2 separate regions of the Mus musculus genome follow, and region 2 is linked to region 1. A link is a contact called in public Hi-C data. All regions are on one chromosome and are shown on one strand. The core of a region is the stretch at or near the end of the contact, and the rest is flanking DNA. Distances in the headings are between cores, read along the strand shown. Region 1 has its middle 63 kb from the start of Gm39339. Region 2 overlaps Ddx10 (DEAD box helicase 10).

Evidence for each region. A called contact is a pair of places that touch in the nucleus more often than the background predicts.
Region 2: a contact with region 1 is called in a Hi-C map of cortical neurons, with 2.1 times the contacts expected there. The contact joins two enhancer-like sites. A contact is called at or near these places in 1 of 15 datasets of contacts at CTCF or cohesin (the NIH/3T3 cell line) and 2 of 484 Hi-C or Micro-C datasets (cerebral cortex and cortical neurons).

What each region holds. Positions count from the first base shown.
Region 1 is chr9:52,939,201-52,942,814 of GRCm38.p6, forward strand. No RefSeq gene overlaps it. Among named protein-coding and RNA genes, the nearest start is that of Gm39339, 63 kb to the left of the region's middle. Within about 2 kb of position 2,046, at least 29 of the 459 cell types and tissues checked have an H3K27ac peak or open chromatin away from gene starts, as enhancers often do. A contact at or near this core is called in cortical neurons, where this site is marked.
Region 2 is chr9:53,216,289-53,219,902 of GRCm38.p6, forward strand. All of the region lies in intron 9 of Ddx10 (DEAD box helicase 10), which reads right to left. Among named protein-coding and RNA genes, the nearest start is that of Ddx10, 30 kb to the right of the region's middle. Within about 2 kb of position 2,058, at least 7 of the 459 cell types and tissues checked have an H3K27ac peak or open chromatin away from gene starts, as enhancers often do. A contact at or near this core is called in cortical neurons, where this site is marked.

The DNA of each region.
Region 1 (3,614 bases), core at 796-3,295:
GAAGGGTGCATCTTGTCTCTAGGCACCCCCACCCTTCTCTTTCCCACTTTCTTAGACTGCTGTGCCCTTCTGCTGTGATGTTTCTGGATTGCCATAGACCAGAAAGCAATGGAATCAGCTGACCTGAACTGAAACCAGGAACCTAAATAAACATGCACTTTAAGTTGATTCATTCCGACATTTTGTCCTAGGGATAAGAAGTAAGTTACACAATTATTAAATTTCCTCAAAGATGGGGGAACAAGTCATTCTTTGAAACCTTCTCTTCTTATTCTCCCATACAAGAAATCTCATTTATAATTTGAATTGCATACACTCAAGCAAAGTACAGCGTGAAAGTAAGCCAGGTTTATTGCTGTTAGTATGACTAATGGAACTCCAAAGACCCCTTACAATGAACAAAGGACAAAACATTTTTAGAGGCACGAAGAACTTGGAAATCCATCCTAATGAATAAAATGTCATTTACCATCTTGAATTTTTTTTCTGATCTTTAGAGGTTTCATAATCTTTCCTGGCATTTCAGTAAAGCCAAGGAACCATACTCTTTTTAAAGCTAATTGCCTGGAAAAAAATTCCTCCTCTCTCCAGTGCAGAATAAAAGTGGCTGACTGTCTAGCAATGACAGAGCCCTAAATGTGAGCCACTGCAGACAGGACGGGGACTAAAACCACCACCACGTCTACTCTGATTTTCAGATGGAAGATCTTCTGGCCAAGGTTCTGGAATTTACTGCTATCTCATTTGTGTACGGGTTCCAAGTCGTGTGTACTGATGGTTACCCAATAACAATCTTCTTCAAGTCCCGCAGAGTTGGATTTTCTATGTTGGATGGACTTAGGAAACCACTGTTCTCTGTCTTTGAGGAGATCAAAGAGTAACAGAGAACGAATGAGAGTTGTCTGTCAGTTGGACGCAACCTGGGTCTCCTCTTTGAAAAGTATCGATAATTAAAATGTAAGAAGACATAAACCTAGCCTCAGTTTTCTTGGTCATGGGTACCACCATCTGCCTCCAGGAAAATGGAGGGGAGTGTTGTTTGGTTTGGCTTGGTTTTTAAACTGACTGCATAGTGAATAAAAAGTACCACAAGCTAATAATGTCAAGGAAAAAGCAGTGAATTCAAAGCAAGGGTGAATTGAAAATATATGGGCTATTTAAGCAGAATGCTAAAACCCCATATAAGATCCACAGAGAGCAGGGGCAGGGTAGAGTCAGTCAGAGAGCACACATCCTCGGGATGTGAAACCCATAAGAATTATGGTCCCTGAGCAAAAATTTGTGTTTATTCAAGTATCTCAGCAAGAAGGCCTTTGCTATGGCAAACCCTTCTGCCTATGCATGCTACTGCCCAAACTCACTGTGCCCACTCTATTCATTACTTCAACCAGGAAGCCTGTCATCTTGCCACCATCCCTCCGTTCTCCTCATGCTGTTTTTTTGTTATACAAGGCCCACATTGGTAATGACTATCTATCTGCTTATCTTTCTTCCCCAACACACTGTGAGCTCCTGGAGGACATGGAGTTTGGCCTTATTTATTATGTATGGCAGTGCCTATTACACTTAGCATGGCCACATGGGAGGGAGGGAGGGAGGGAGGGAGGGAGGGAGGTAGGGAGGGAGGGAGGGAGAGGAGGGAGGGGAGGGAAGGACGTTAGTAAATCCTTCAGTGGTCTAGGTGCTCAGCCCTTAGAGAAATGTCTCCACTGAACTTACACAGGGATTTTGCAAGTAGAACATGCAGTAAACATCCCTCCCCTCCGGGTCAAGGGCAGAAAGTCAGCCGAGTGTCAGTCAAGTCTCTCTCCCTCAGCTAGAGAGACAATCCGTGAACAGCTTGCAAGCGCTCCTTGCCTTCAGTGCTGGGGGGATTTGGCTATGGGGCTCTTAACGAGATCAAGCTGAATCGCACAGTTTCATCCTGTCAAAATGCATTGGAAATCTTTCTTGGGTGATTTATCATGGAAATACACACATGGCGGGGGAAGGGGAAGGCAGGGGGATTAGAGGAAGCACAGAAAGCCACTCAGCCTGCAGTGCTCCGCTGGCACCTGGCACCATGCCCATGGTGGCCACTGCTGCTGATGGACAAGCCTAGGCCGACACTAGACAGATGGGCTCCTGTGAGAAGGCCACCTCCCGAAAATAAATAATCAAGGCCACTTCAAGAAAAGTGTGAACACGCAGCAGCCACAGCCAATAAATCCTGAACAAGTAGGTTCCAGTGAGAGGAATGGATTCATTCCAACCACCACCATTACTTCCCAGCCAGATCAGCTATAAGGAGGAGTAGCTCAGATCCACACCCCCACCCTGCAAGTCAATAGCAAACCAGCACTAATTTAAAGTAACAGTGTCCACAGTTACCTGAATCTGCTGCTCCAGAGAGGATTGTATAAAGCCAGAAATTTGAAACTATCACCCTGAACCTTCCCACATCTGTACATATTCCCTGCCTTTCTCCCGGCTGTGGAAGCTAACCTCAGGCTAATCCTTATTGTTATGGTGTATATGCGCCACTGTAGCAATCAGGACTTCTTGTTAAAAAGTAGTATTAACAAATGTGGGCTCAGACACAAAGCAGCTGCCATTTGTCAATGCTGTTTTGTAAAAAGGTGCCAACTCTCACTGCAGGGCCCTTGAGGGCAGAGACATGTTGTTCCAAGACTGAGAGCCTGTTCCTTGCCAGGCAGGATACTGAAAACAAACAAAACAAAGAGTGAGAGGACAGAAGACAAAGGGCTCTGCTTCCGGACCCCTGCAATCTAGTGGGGGACATAAAAAGAGCCAGAGAGGAAAGGCACGAAGAAAAGATCAATGTATATGTGTGTTGTACATGTGTGTTGTACTTTGAAAGCAGCAAGCTTAGTGTGTCCTAGGGCAGAGCATATCTGGCCAAGGAAAGGATTCTGGGAAGATCTGTGTCTCTGGCTGTAGGTCTATGTGCAGATAACCCAAAAGATCTCTCCTTAGAACTATATAGTGTAAATGGTGTGTGTGTGTGTGTGTGTGTGTGTATGGTGTAAATGGTGTGTGCGTGTGTGTGTGTGTGTGTGTATGGTGTAAATGGTGTGTGCGTGTGTGTGTGTGTGTGTGTGTGTGTGTGTGTGTGTGTGAGAGAGAGAGAGAGAGAGAGAGAGAGAGAGAATGAATTTGGGTCCATATAAGCTTTTCCTTTTCTGTTTCTTCTTTGTTCACATTCTCCTTATAAATATAGAGAATTCTTTATGTATTGTCTAAAGAATGTGAATGTTCATTGACAATGGCAAACCACCAAAACCAATAGGGTTCAATTTATCAAGACCTGTGGTATCTGTGTGTGTGTGTGTGTGTGTGTGTGTGTGTGTATTCTCTGTATGTGTGAACATGGAGGAAAGGAGAGAGGGAGGAATGGAGGGAGGGAGGAAGGGAGAGATGGAGGGAGGGAAGGAATGAAAGAAGGAAAGAGGGAAGGAAGGAAGGGAGGGAGGGAGGGAGGGAGGGAGGGAGGGAGGGAACAAGGGAGGATGGATGCCATGCCAAAACTCATTGGTAGTAGAGGTTGATCTTGACCTTGGCCGTCCTGTCTCCATCCCTGAGGGCTAAAGTCACAGGCACGCAGAAGCACACCC
Region 2 (3,614 bases), core at 808-3,307, 280 kb after region 1:
GCAGATGCTGGCGAGGATGTGGAGAAAAAGGAACACTCCTCCATTGTTGGTGGGATTGCAAGCTTGTACAACCACTCTGGAAATCAGTCTGGCGGTTCCTCAGAAAATTGGACATAGTACTACTGGAGGATCCCGCAATACCTCTCCTGGGCATATATCCAGAAGATGTTCCAACTGGTAAGAAGGACACATGCTCCACTATGTTCATAGCAGCCTTATTTATAATAGCCAGAAGCTGGAAAGAACCCAGATGCCCCTCAACAGAGGAATGGATACAGAAAATGTGGTACATTTACACAATGGAGTACTACTCAGCTATTAAAAAGAATGAATTTATGAAATTCCTAGGCAAATGGATGGACCTGGAGGGCATAATCCTGAGAGGTAACCCAATCACAAAAGAACTCACATGATATATACTCACTGGTAAGTGGATATTAGCCCAGAAACTTAGGATACCCAAGATATAAGATACAATTTGTGAAACTCATGAAACTAAAGAAAAACGAAGACCAAAGTGTGGACACTTTGCCCCTTCTTAGAATTGGGAACAAAACACCCATGGAAGGAGTTACAGAGACAAAGTTTGGAGCTGAGACGAAAGGACGGACCACCTAGAGACTTCCATATCCAGGGATCCATCCCATAATCAGCCTCCAAACACTGACACCATTGCATACACTAGCAAGATTTTGCTGAAAGGACTCTGATATAGCTGTCTCTTGTGAGACTATGCCAGGGCCTAGCAAACACAGAAGTGGATACTCACAGTTAGCTATTGGATGGATCACAGGGCCCCCAATGGAGGAGCTAGAGAAAGTACCCAAGGAGCTGAAGGGATCTGCAATCCATAGGTGGAACAACATTATGAACTAACCAGTACCCCCCGGAGCTCGTGTCTCTAGCTGCATATGAATCAGAAGATGGCCTAGTCGGCCATCACTGGAAAGAGAGGCCCATTGGTCGTGCAAACTTTATATGCCTCAGTATAGGGGAACGCCAGGGCCAAGAAGTGGGAGTGGGTGGGTAGGGGAGGGGGGGGGGGTATGGGGGACTTTTGGGATAGCACTGGAAATGTAAATGAAGAAAATACCTAATTAAAAAAATGCATGCCTGTAACCCAAGTGCTGGGAAGAAAGGGAAACAGGACAATCTCTTGGGCTCACTAGACACCAATGTAGAAAACAACAACAACAAAAATAAAAATAAAAATAAAAAAACCTTAAAAAAAAAACCTTTATAAAACAGTCTAGTAATGATAAAAGCAAAGAATAAAAGGAAAACCAACTAATTGCTCTAACATATCTAAATGTGATAAACGATACAGAAAAGAGAAGGGCACAAAGGAGTGGAAATACTTGAGGAGGAGGACAGAAATAGCCACACAGATAACTGTGGGAAATACATTTTACCAGAAACTAACATAAAAGATACTAAGGTAACAATATGTCTGGCACATATATATCTGGCCTGGAACAAGATGGGTGTAGGGGATGGAGAAAGTGTATAGGCCTATCACTGACTGAACTGAGAAGCCCTCACAGGAGTCAGAAAAGATCCTCCTGCCTGCTAGACTGAGCGGACCATAGGAGACTACGAGCAGAGGAGGTGCTGAGAAGCATCAGAACCTCTGTACCAGCTGCTGCAGCCCAGCTCTTCAATGCTGCAAGTTACAAAGCAAAGGATTCTCTCTGCCCTTTCACTAAGCCTCCAAAGCACAGTTATCAACAGACATATGCCAAAGGCCACATAAGGAAACAGTTTCCTCTTTGGGAGAAACAGACTAGTAGAAGTTTAAAATTTCCAGCTAAGTGAATTTTTAAGAAGAAATTTCACTTGCAAATACTGTTACCTAATAAATATAATACCTAATAAATTCACATTAGGCTTAATTCTTATGGAAATTGTTTTTTCTATTATTTCAGATTGCAAAAAGTTAAAGATTCTAAAAAAAATTCTCAATGATTCCTTAAAATATGAGCATTTTCTGCAAACCACGAACTCGTCCCAATTTAGGAATTTTAACCAATTTCCAGCTTCATACTTCTTGTTAAGATGTATATCAAAGGCATGTGAAATACAAAAGCTTGGTTCTGCTGTCCCCTAGTGGAATCACTTTGCTATCTAAATTAAGACAATATTTTGAGAACTACAAGTACTTTTTATACTCTAGAACAAGAAACAGTTATATAAAACCTCAAGCACAAGGGGTGGGGGTAGGGAGAGAGGGACCTGGGAGGGAAAGTGGATGTGAGGGGGTTGGGGGAATAGTATTGGGTGAGGAAAAAGGACTGAAGCCCTGAGGACCAGCAGAAAGAATTCAAACAGGCAACCTTGGGAGATAAGAGATTGGGGGGTGGGGGGACCCTCCAGAATGCAACAGAGACCTGGAAGGGGGTGAGAGACTCTCAGGACTCAAAGGGAGGGGCCTTAGATGAAATGCCCGACAGTAGGGAGAGGGACCTTATAGAGTCCACATCTGGCAGAAAGACAGGGCATCAAGAGAGGGAGGGGTTGCCATCCCACAGTCAAAACTCTGACCCATAATTGTCCCTATCTGAAAGAACTGCAGGGATGGAAATGGAGAGGAGCCTGAAGAAAAGAAGGTCCAGTGACAAGCCCAAAATGGGATCCAGCTCAAGGGGAGGTCCCAAGGCCTGACACTATTACTGAGGCTATGGAGCACTCACAAAAAGGGACCTAACATGACTGTCCTCCGAAAGACCCAACAAGCACCTGAAAGAGTCAGATGCAGATATTTGCACCCAACCAATGGACAGAAGCTGCTGACCCCTGTGGCTGAATTAGGAAAAAGCTGGAAGAAGCTGAGGAGGGTGACCCTGTAGGAGGACCAGCAGTCTCAATTAACCTGGACCCAAGATCTCTCAGACACTGGACCACCAACCGGCAGCATACACCAGCTGATATGAGGCCCCGCAACACATATACAGCAGAGGACTGCCAGGTCTGGGTTCAATCAAAGAAGATGCACCTAACCCTCAAGAGACTGGAGGCCTCAGGAAGCTTAGAGGTCTGGTGGGGACATCCTCATGGAGATATGGGGGGGGGGGGGGGGGGGGGTCAGAGGGTGGACCGGGAGGGGAATAAAATCTGGAATATAAAATAAATAAATGATTGAATGATTAAATTTAAAAACAAAACAAAACAAAATCTCCTGTCTTCTACCCTAGCCTCCCTTGTCTGGTATGTGCCTTCTTTTTAATTATAAATTTTCTGTATTTCCAACTGTAAATTTTTAATTTAAAATAAAAAAATTCAGGCTTTTTAGTACCAAAACCTGCAAGCCTTAAAGACAATTGTTTTTAAGTGGCAAATGTACTGCAGGATAGATCCCTATAACTATCTTCACTCACTTGTCTCAAAAAGGACTTCATTTGTTAAGTGGATTAAGGAAAACTTTTCTTTGTTATAGATCCAGTGAATTCATTTAAAAAAAAAAAAGTCAAAGAATTCAGTAAAACAGTAAATGCTTGATAGAAATAAACACCTGGACCATCCTTTATTTCTCCTTGGTGAGTCACAAAAAAAAAAATAAATAAATAAGCCAGATCCTCCAACTTTAGTAATTTTTCTAACAAATCCACTTTCTTTCT